3 separate regions of the Mus musculus genome follow, and all the other regions are linked to region 2. Evidence: chromatin contacts called from public Hi-C and HiCAR-type data. All regions are on one chromosome and are shown on one strand. The core of a region is the stretch at or near the end of the contact, and the rest is flanking DNA. Distances in the headings are between cores, read along the strand shown. Region 1 overlaps Slc1a2 (solute carrier family 1 (glial high affinity glutamate transporter), member 2). Region 2 has its middle 57 kb from the start of Gm34483. Region 3 overlaps Slc1a2 (solute carrier family 1 (glial high affinity glutamate transporter), member 2).

Evidence for each region. Hi-C and Micro-C count contacts between places; a contact is called where the count stands out from the background. HiCAR-type assays count read pairs that join an accessible place to other places.
Region 1: a contact with region 2 is called in a HiCAR-type map of Th17 cells, with 4 times the contacts expected there. The contact joins two enhancer-like sites. A contact is called at or near these places in 6 of 484 Hi-C or Micro-C datasets (B cells, bone marrow-derived macrophages and embryonic stem cells), 4 of 115 datasets of contacts at active chromatin or transcription factors (CD8 T cells, Th17 cells, embryonic basal ganglia and 1 more) and 2 of 9 other capture datasets (adipose tissue and macrophages).
Region 3: a Hi-C map of bone marrow-derived macrophages shows a contact between it and region 2, with 42 read pairs. The contact joins two enhancer-like sites. A contact is called at or near these places in 1 of 15 datasets of contacts at CTCF or cohesin (CD8 T cells), 8 of 484 Hi-C or Micro-C datasets (B cells, bone marrow-derived macrophages, embryonic stem cells and 3 more), 8 of 115 datasets of contacts at active chromatin or transcription factors (CD8 T cells, T-cell acute lymphoblastic leukemia, Th17 cells and 5 more) and 2 of 9 other capture datasets (embryonic stem cells and liver).

What each region holds. Positions count from the first base shown.
Region 1 is chr2:102,690,402-102,693,958 of GRCm38.p6, forward strand. The region is part of intron 1 of Slc1a2 (solute carrier family 1 (glial high affinity glutamate transporter), member 2); the gene reads left to right. Among named protein-coding and RNA genes, the nearest start is that of Slc1a2, 33 kb to the left of the region's middle. Within about 2 kb of position 2,195, at least 20 of the 459 cell types and tissues checked have an H3K27ac peak or open chromatin away from gene starts, as enhancers often do. A contact at or near this core is called in CD8 T cells and Th17 cells, where this site is marked.
Region 2 is chr2:102,996,210-102,999,606 of GRCm38.p6, forward strand. No RefSeq gene overlaps it. Among named protein-coding and RNA genes, the nearest start is that of Gm34483, 57 kb to the left of the region's middle. Within about 2 kb of position 1,847, at least 66 of the 459 cell types and tissues checked have an H3K27ac peak or open chromatin away from gene starts, as enhancers often do. A contact at or near this core is called in B cells, CD8 T cells, Th17 cells and 1 more, where this site is marked.
Region 3 is chr2:102,737,226-102,740,777 of GRCm38.p6, forward strand. It overlaps Slc1a2 (solute carrier family 1 (glial high affinity glutamate transporter), member 2), which reads left to right. Exons shown (of 11, transcript NM_001077514.4): 3 at 552-704; 4 at 2,464-2,714. Among named protein-coding and RNA genes, the nearest start is that of Gm13872, 7.8 kb to the right of the region's middle. Within about 2 kb of position 1,831, at least 28 of the 459 cell types and tissues checked have an H3K27ac peak or open chromatin away from gene starts, as enhancers often do. A contact at or near this core is called in B cells, CD8 T cells, Th17 cells and 1 more, where this site is marked.

The DNA of each region.
Region 1 (3,557 bases), core at 945-3,444, 310 kb before region 2:
TCTCTAATGATAGACCTTAACAATACATAGCAATACAGCATCCAACATCAGTACCCTGACCTTGGGTCCATTATTAAGTAGACTAAGCATTATTTGAACAACGTGTATGGGGTTACATGACTATACTCTGCTGTTGTCTGAATTGCTACTGTGTGACCAAAAGTGGGTAGCACCCACAACATACCCTCACAGGATGAAGGATGACTTTGTCCTGGTGGGCTGGGGCTGGCAGCCACAAGATGCAGTCATTATACTCAGAATGGCAGCTTAAAATGTATGAGCTGCTTATTTCTGGAATGAACAGCTAGCTCCCTGTTTTCACGCCTTGGTGGTTATGGGCAGTGAATTATGGGAAGCCCAACCACAGTAAGCAGAGACACCACACTGACATCCTAGTTTCGTGGACAGGGGAAGACGAACTCAGAGACACCATGCTCACACTCCATAGCTGGTGAGCAGAGAACCAAGCCACACCCAGCATCCACCTTCACCAGCTATGTGTGCCCTCCATCTTCAGCGTGGCCATCCCTTCTCTTCCAAGTCCTAGCATCAGTTTCATCTATTCAAGCCTTACAACACCTTGAGGCTTTTTCCTTTTGCAATGCCACTGTGAAAATAATCTTCCTAGAGTAAAACAAAAATAAATTTTAACCAAACAACCATACAAAGTAACAAACCCAAACAATATCAACCCTAATCCTTCTGCTCTCAGTTTATGGTCTTTAAGTCTGTGTGGTTGTTATTTGAATAAAGCCGTGTAACAGGGCATGGGGACTCACCCTCGTTGTCACTTCAGTACTTTGGAGGATGGCTGGGAGTTGGAGGCTGGCCTGGGTGTTGTCCCATCTTGCTTTCCTCTGGCTGTGATAAAACACTGACAAAAAGCAATATAGGGAGGAAAGAGTTTATTTGACTTAAACATCTGGGCCACGGTCTATCACCGTGGGAAGTCAAGACAGTATCTCAGAGCAGGAACCTGGAAGCAGGAACTGGAGGAGAGCCATGGAGGAGTGCTGTTCACTGGCTTGCTCACTCAGGACCACCTGCTCAGACATGTCTCTCTCCATACTGGGCTAGGCCCTCCTACATTGATCATCAATCAAGAGAATGCTCCATAGACTTGCCTATAGGCCAATCTGATGGAGACATTTGTTCAATTGCACTTTCCTATTTTTTTTAGATGACTCTGGCTTATGTTATGTTGATGAAAAAAACTAACCATCAGTACTATAATAGCAAGTTCCAAGCAAACCCGAGCCTCACAGTAAAACCCTGTGTCAAGTATATATATAAAACCTCACCCCAAACCAAACCAAACCAAACCAAACCAAACCAAACCAAACTAAACCTTGCAAAACCAAACCAAGCTTAACCAAACGAAACCAAACCAAACCTAATGAAAGCAAACCAAATCAAATAAAAATAAAACAACAAAAACGAATGCATGCTGTTTGAAGTGTGCTATTTTATTTAGGAATCTATCAGATACATTCCTCCTATATTCTTTCTTAATGTATCGTCAACGATCCAGGCAGTGTACATGTATTTTAAGTCACAGATAGCTCAAGTAACTGACTCAGTAAGTACTCTACTGTTGCACAATTCTGTAATTTCTAAGACCTCATTATCTGCTCGACACACGGATGAATCTCTTCTGTATGTGCACTCTCCTCTGTGTGTTTAACTCAGCTGGTTGTAGATTTTTAGCTTTTGTAGTGTCCTGGCAGTCAAAGCTGAGTTAGATGGAAGGCTAAGGTTCAGAGGGAATATTTAAGGACTGGGGATATAGCTGGGTGGAAGAGTGCTTGAATTCAATCCCCTGTACCAAACCTGTTAAGTTCCTCTCAGTACTGTATCACAGGAAATAGATATCTCAAATGTTTGAAACAGAATCGTAGGTGTCTATGTTTTAGGATAAATGTGAAGGCATGATTTGTACTTTCACAAATAGTAGGTACATTTTTCATGAGAAGTTGACTCTCTGTTGTGGTGAAAACTTTCAAGGTTGCTCAGGGCCACAACGAGCAGGTGAATCCATAGAAAGGTCAACCCGGTGGCTGAACACATCCTCTGTGGCACAAATGTTTTCCTTTTAAGTCTGGTTCACATCCCACTTGCTGTGCAGTCTTGGGCATGTTGGCTAATGCACTGTCTCCACCCATCAAATGGGCCCATTGTGGTGAGCATTTAACCTTAAGAGAATGTGAGTCGGTTGGAGGATGCGTGCAGGCCACTGTCATCTGTCATATTGTTCTGCTCATCATCATAGCCATCTCCCCTCCCTGAAGGGTCTGTGTGCAAAATCCCATTCTCACCCTCTGTGTGCAGCTCCTGAAGGCCACCAGGGATACATAGCTTTTCTTGGAAAGGCAGCCAATGAAATGGTGCCGTGGAGCCTGTTATTTTCTGGAAGTGCCAAAGGGAGCTTATGGTCTCCCACTTTCTGTAGGAGAGAAAGGCAATCTGGGTGCCTCTGAACCAGCACAGTGGAAATCAGTGGACAGATTTGTGGGTTACTTATTGTCTCTCTGCTTTAAAGTTTTTAAAAATTAAAACATTTAACGACAGCCCTATATCCAGATTTCTTCAAGTATTCTTGGTGCCACGCCAAAGGGAAAGAGGAAGGAGTCTTACTGGCTGATGTAACTGAGTCTCACTGAGGTGTTCAGGAATTCCAGGGATTTAGATGCAGCAGGACTGGGGGGCCAATCTGTTACTCAGTCTCTTAGCTGAGCTTGGTTCTGAGTTATCTTTGTTCCAGGCAATGATGGGTCAAGCTCAAGGCATACGGTGCCTTCATAGTTAATAATTACAGCAATGAAAACTGCCTCTTTTTTTTTTCTGACGATCCAGAAAGGCCCCCAGGGAAGATTCTAGTTGGGTGAACTCCAGTTCCATTCATTCCTGGTGTAACCAGTGAGGAAACGTTCACTCCGATTGGCTAAATATGGATTATTGTTTGTACTTTCATGGAGCGTGTAGAGATGGGTGGTTCTCCAAAGAGATGCTGAGAAGACAATAGGGAAGGGAAGCAGAAGGAAAGGAATGGAAAGAAAACAAAAGAGAGAAAGAGGAGGAATACATGTAACTACTACTCAGAAATTCCCACAGTTAGGTAACTTATACCAGAGCTATGTAATACCTCGTGGAAGCTTAATTCATGAACTTTTCTTTCCCCCACCCCCACAAGGGTGTGATTTTTCAGTGAAGTGTTGTTTTCTTGCACCTGAAGCGTCAGTATTTGCCGTGACTGCTGCTTCTTGGAGCTCAGGGTGTCATTAGTAGCATAACAGCCACGCGGTGTGGCTTAGCCTTTTCCCTATAGACAGATGCTAAAAATACCCAGAGCACTGCAAACAAGCAGGGCGTGCCCACCTGGGATGGACTCTCAGCCACTAAGCCGCCTTAGCCCTGGCTCTGCAGGGAGAGGCACTGGCTCTGCTAGGACTCTGTTGATAGAGGAGACGAGGGGGCTGCTGGTGGAGGAGAACTGTGTGGAGGAGAGGAAATGGGGGAACCTGATAACACTTTTTTGTTTGCACTGACTTTGCTGTTCT
Region 2 (3,397 bases), core at 597-3,096:
AATGAAATACTTCAGACCTACAGAATGACAGAGAGACAAACAAAAGCACCCAGATTTAGCAAAGGTTAGCCCTCTTTCAGAGTTGCTTAATACATTTTTAATAAAGCTCTCAGCCACCTCTGGAACATTTACCAGAATATTTGGTCTTCTGTTCATATTCTTGAACATATGTTAGGGATTTCCCTGAAGTAGGTACTCTATCAGTCAGATAATGGTCTTTACTGTTCCAGTACGGTTTATTCCACAGGCAAGGCATGAAGCCAAGGGGTTTGTAGTTGCAGTGTGGCTTTGAGCAACAGACCCAAGCTCCAATTCCCGCTTGCTAGCTGAGAAAAAGCAGACAAGTGCTCATGCCTATTTTCTCATTTACAAAGATGCTAAGGGACGAGTCAAGCAAAGGCTTAAACACTGTAGAGGACATGGGGAGTGGTCATAAGCAGCATATGTGTATCTGTTGTATAAGCTGAACACTCCTCAGAAAATCCTACCCAGTCCAACTAAAGTTGAGCCAGCCAAGAACCAGTTCACTTACATGGAAATTCATGAAAACATTAGCCTAGTAAAATGGCTGTCTGGTCTGTAATTTATCATCATCATCATCATTAATTAATTAAACCTGTAGGTGACTTTTCTCCATGCCTCTGATTTCCAAATGGATGGGATTTTATAGTGTTTTGTTGTTATTGGTGGTTGTTGTTAAGGTAGTAGTGGTGGTAGCTGTAAGTGATGGTTCTTTTTATTTTTGTTGGTGGTGGTGGCTGTTAGTGATGGTTGTTTTTGTTGTTGTTGTTGTTGGTGGTGGTGGTGGTGGTGGTGACTGGTGGTTGTTTTTGTTGGTGGTGGTGGTTGTTGTTATTGTTGGTATTGATGATGGTGATTGGTGGTGTGTGTGGTGGTGGTGGTGGTTGGTTGTTGGTACGTCTGTGTGTGGTATGTGTGGTGTGCGTATGTGATGTGCGTTCATAGGTTTAGTCATTGTGTATTCACCAGTAGAGGCTAGAGGTCAATTTGGACTGTGGTTACTAAGGGGTTGTCCATCTTACTTTTGAGACTGAATCTCTTATTGGTCTGGATCCCATTCATTGTGCTAGACTGGGATCTGCCTGTCACTGCCTCTCTAATGCCAAGATTACAAGCACACACCACCATGTCCAGCTTACTTATGTTGGCTCGAGGGATCAAGTTTTCATTTTTACAAGGAAGACACTCATCAAATGAGGTATCTCTTAGCCCCAGAGCTGTACAGTTTTAAAGCACTCACGTTTATGGAAAATCTAGTGAAGCCATCAGGTAAGGAAAGGGCTAGCATAAGCATGGAGAGGAGCCTCTAGGAACACAGGCACTATTTAACTATCCTTATTTCTGTATCTTCTCTCCTTCCTAGCCTCATTTTTTATTCATCATTAAAGCATATTGCTTTTGAGAGAGCATACTTTTTAAATTCAGGAGCTCTCAACAATAGTTACACTTTAAATATCATATATGGCATTTACAGATATTTGCACACACACACACACACACACACAGAGTCTCATTCATCCAAGGCTTTCTAGATCTCTGGGACTGATGAGGTATGGGGTGAGCGGTGGTAGGGAATACCTACTGTTTTACCAAGGCAGGTTTATAAACCTAGGGTTGAGAACCACATTGGATAAACTACTTGTGGGATCTTCAGATTTATATCTGGAGATTAAGTGGGAAATCTTCTGTTTAAAAGGAGTAACTTTGTAGGTGGCATGATGCTAGCCCAAGTCTTCTGCTGAAAATTACATCTTCCATAGGATGAAGCAGACCATGGTCCAGCCAAACACTGTTTAAATCAAAACACATGTCCACAGCTGGGACAAGAGCATTAGGACCACCTAGCTGGATTCCATTGGAATGAGTCTGTGTGACACCATGCCAGCATAATTGTAAACAATCTCCCTAAAGAAGTTAGATGAAGGAGAGCCAAAAACCCAACCGATCAAACAACAACACAAACTTCCATTGGATTTAACTCAGTTTTCCAGAAAAACAAAACAAAACAAACAAACAAAAAAAACTTACACATCATACACACCACAAACCCTTATGAACAAACACCACCAAATATTAGAAACTGAAACCTGAACACATTGACACGAAGCCCCTATTTTCCTTGACCAATGCTTTCAAGTTTTCTTTCCCTTCCCCCACTTTTAATCCCCAGGATTTATAGCTCATCTCTGGCACCAAAGCAGGCACATGTTTACTGACTGATCTCACAAGCCACATGCATCTGCAGCTAGAGACCTTTTTAAATCACGCTTCTCTTTTATTTATCATGGTTTCCATGGCAAGAGGAAAATAAAGGGAAACTATGTTTAACAGCAAAGACAATAAAAGAAGCCACAGATCTCAACCAGGCGACAGCCGAGGGTAAGCTAGCTTCCCTTATGTGGATAACGCTGTGTTGCTTGCACCAACCAGATGGTTAATGCTGACTCTGGGGAAGAATCGATGTAACTCATGATCAAAAGCTACCCTTAGGACAGTCTGAGGGGGAGCTTGGACTTTGTTTCAGGCTTCTGTTGCCAAGATTTCCATTCAATGGACCTCAAGAAACCATAGAAGCCAACAGGGACTTCAGGACCAGAAATTTAATAATTAGTTCTAGCCCAGGTCATAAGCCTGGGTGATTTCTTTCATCAAACAGGTACCTTGAATTGGGGCGATCAAGAGATTACACCAGCTCTCTCCCTTGGGCTGGAGTCACAGGTCATACCCTAGAATAACCTGAAGAGTTGGGTTGCTTCATGTCTATAGCAGATAATTTCAAAGCTGGGTCCTTCCCACTCTGAGAAATCTGAGACACCACCTTTCATTCCTGAGATAGCAGTGTACTTCCCCAGTTTTTATTTTGTCACCTTGCATTCAAGTGCCTTGGCCCATATCAGTCACAGCCTTTTGATGTCCCTCTTTATAAAGGCACCAAGTACCAAGTAGTGCATTCTCACCACCATCTGACACGGGGGTAGCAGTCTCCTGGATCCGCCTACAACTTCACCTTCCTCATAACACCCCAGAGACCAGCGGCTGGAAGAAACAGCAAGAGCAGTGGTTTCTAGTAATTTGTTTCATTTTATTTTTTTAAGGGAGGGAATTCCCTCAGTGGACTTACCTAACACTAAAATGGTCTTGACATTAGACTCGCCCCACATTCTTCATGGAGGTGCTTTTTACACGACTTTTTATAGCAGTGGCTTCCCCTCTGTCTAAAACATCAAGGGAAAACCCCAGATTCTTTAACTCACCTACATCTCTGTATGCTTTCTGAGGTGATTAATGCTTAAAGCCACATCCTAGTTCGAAGGAAAGGGGCAGACAGATGAACTGGAAGAAAACACCATTTATTTCCCAGCCCCCTCTAGGCTCA
Region 3 (3,552 bases), core at 581-3,080, 260 kb before region 2:
GGTGGAATGTAGGAGTCTGTAAAGCAAACAGCATCCCTGCCAGTGTCTTTGCTTGACTTGACTCTTCTCAGATGATATAGAGCCTTAGAGCCCTGTCCTATATGTCTGCCTTCCACTTAAAAAGGAAAGCATACAACATACCAAATACCAGATCCCATTGGCAGATCTGGCTGAGAGAAAACAAAAAACAAAACACAAAACAAAAATGATACTGCCTCCTGGGAATTGGTTCTTCTGAGAATTTGTGATGCTATGTGCAATCAATACCTCGAAAGATTTTGGAGTCAAGTCTTCGTTTTTCCCATGAAGTGTTAAAAAATGTTCTTCTGGACTCCTCTGGTATTAGAGTAATTGGAGCTGTTACAGAAAGGTGTCTTGCTGGTTGTCAAAAATCAATGTCCCTTATGTAAGGTCTTCATTTTGAGGTATTTGTAGTCCATTAGCCAGACACATGAAAAAGATCACAACCACTGGAAGGAATCTTTAGAGCTGTTTGTTTCACTAGGGAAAAAAAAAACCCTGAATTCAGGTTGCCTCTTTCCCTTCAACAGGTGTCATCCTGGGAGCAGTGTGTGGCGGGCTGCTTCGCTTGGCATCGCCCATCCACCCTGATGTGGTCATGTTGATAGCCTTCCCGGGGGACATACTCATGAGGATGCTGAAGATGCTCATCCTCCCTCTTATCATCTCCAGTTTAATCACAGGTGAGAGCTCCTTCCCAGTGCCTGCCCACCTATGGCGAAGCCCAGTGCTGGCTTCCGGGGATCAAAGTAGACTTTCTTTATGGCTGAGTCAGTGGACTCCACTCTATATCATTGCATCTCTGATGGCTTTCCTGTCTCTGAAATAGGAATCATTGATCCTAAAAAGAAAGACAATAGATCTGTCACTCACTTTACCTTTCCTTCTAACAGTCAAGGATTCAAAGGAACAGCCATGTATTGAAAGTGATACTATCTTGCTATTTCATTTTTAATATTCTCAGCATATTGGAAGATGATAGAGATTGTAAATGAAAAAATACACTGCTTTTATTATTTACTTGGGCATTTAGGAAGATATGAATTGAAAAGAGATTAAATGCTAGACATGAAAGCTGAAGGTGTTTTAATAGAAAGATATACTTAATATGTGATAACATTCTTTCTTATATTTTTTGGCTAAAATAATTCATTGATTTGATTTTTTTTCCTATGTTTGAACTCATGCTAATAATTTTTTTCATATAAGACAATGTTATTGGAACAGGGCATGATGTATTGCTTAGTGTCCAGTTTGGAGTTGATAGTGGGGGGCTCCAAGCTGGTCATAGCTAGTTGCCAATGAGTTTGGTGGCCTTCAGAGCTATCCTCTGCACTGATAGACTTGGAGGTTCAGTGACTCCAGCTGACTCCCACACTGGGCCAATTGTCCCATCCTTACACCAGAAACACTAGCTTTCAGGTTTAAGTGTTCAGGAACCTGAATTTCTTATCATTAAGCTTTGGGGTTGAATGGATCCGTGCTTCTCTCCAGACCAGAGAAGATGTTTTCAGGCCTATTCAATATATTATATGCAAGCCAGCCTGGTAGAAAGACCCGGCTTCCTTTGCCCAGATTTAGCCTTTGGGTTCTAGAGAGAAATTGGTCATACATGGGTCACATTAATTCAGAGAAATCCACACCAACATCCTCCCTAGCATGAAAAAAAGGACAGATCCCCAGAAATGGGTTCTATCTCTCCATTTAGTAAAGGTAGGAACTGAAACCAGGAAGTAGGCACACTGAAGAAACAGCTGGAGAAAAAGCCCCAGCGGAGGCTGAGGTCTGTATGACTTGACTTGGAGTTTCCTCTGACTGCCCTCAGTACAGATGCTGCACATAGTGCTGGCAGCTGCTTCTCATATGTGCTCTCCAATAGCCACATGAGGTTAGACATGAGAACCACCATGCTTCAACACAGGGGTGTGGGAGGATCATGCTGGGTCTCCATTTCAGTCTCTTGTAGTATATTCTAAAGACATTTGACCATGACCTTGATGTCCCAGCTTTTGATTCTCCTAAATGAGGACAATGAATAGTAATAATAACATATGATCGAAATGCTATCCTTGGCTTAACCATTGCTTCAGAGAAGACCATTGAAGGTCATGAAAATGGAAAAGACATCATTATCTTAGACTTAAAAATGGAAAACTCTTCAATATTATTTTCACATATATACTAGTGATTGACATTTAGGTTGAAATCAGCGATATGTAAACTATGAGTCACCGACTCCCCAGGTTCTCAAGAATCTCAAAAATAACCCCAGAAAATAGAAATGTAAAGTGTGGAATTTGGTCACATATTTAGTCAGAGGAGTGCTAGTTAACCACTAATAGATCTGAATGATAGGAAGCCAGGGGGGTTGTAGATGTGTAGAGATGGGGACATGAATAGAAAAGAACAGAACTGATCTTTGTGGATTTCTTTTAAACCCAGGGTTGTCAGGCCTGGATGCTAAAGCCAGCGGCCGCCTAGGCACGAGAGCTATGGTGTATTACATGTCCACGACCATCATTGCCGCCGTGCTGGGGGTCATCCTGGTGTTGGCCATCCACCCAGGCAATCCCAAACTCAAGAAGCAGCTAGGGCCCGGGAAGAAGAACGACGAGGTGTCTAGCCTGGATGCCTTCCTGGATCTCATTAGAAATCTCTTCCCGGAGAACCTGGTGCAAGCCTGTTTCCAGCAGGTAACCCAAATCCCCGGGGTTATCCCTGTCCAATCTCTCACCTCATCCGTGATGATTCAGAGACCGTTTCAACTCTGATAGCAGTTTTCTAAACGTGCTCTGATCTCTGTCAGGCTTGAGTGTTTCGTGATATGCTCTGGAGTATTCTAAGGCTAGAATCAGATCACCTCATTTCTGGAATATTTGTTGCCTATAACCTTAATATCATTCTGAGATTCACCTTTTCCTTTCTTCTTTTTGCTCCTGTCTCTCAGTTGCACACAGACACTCTTTTACCGGTCTTGTTCACAACCCTCTAAATTGCCCAGTGCTTCTCAACACTATTCTAAAGCTCTGTGTCGCCCTGAAAGGAAAAAGTGCCTGACGTAATCTGTCCTACAAATTGAGAATCTGTAACTCATCCTCAAGATAAGACAGGGGAGTGAGTGTAATTTTTTAGTTGTGAAAACATCACACATCTATGATCCTAGCAGTGGGAAGGCAGACAGGAGAATTCCTGGAACAGTGAAGCTAAGTCTACAAGTTCTAAATTCACTGGGAGATGCTGTCCAAAACATAATAAGGAGAAAGACCAAGGCAGATGCTGATATCAGCCATTGATTGGCCTTCACATACACTTGCACACACATGCAAGCACAACCCCACAAGCTTATAACCTTAAAAAAAAAACCATATAATCCTGCTAAATTAAACTACCTAATTACTAGCCCAAAACACACTCACTGTTCGGTTTTCTGACTACAGAGCCAGGTAAGATTGTCACACACCTCAGATCCCATTAGCTCATGAAAAGACTAAACTGGAGCCTAAACTGGAACGAAGAGTTCTTCAGTCATTC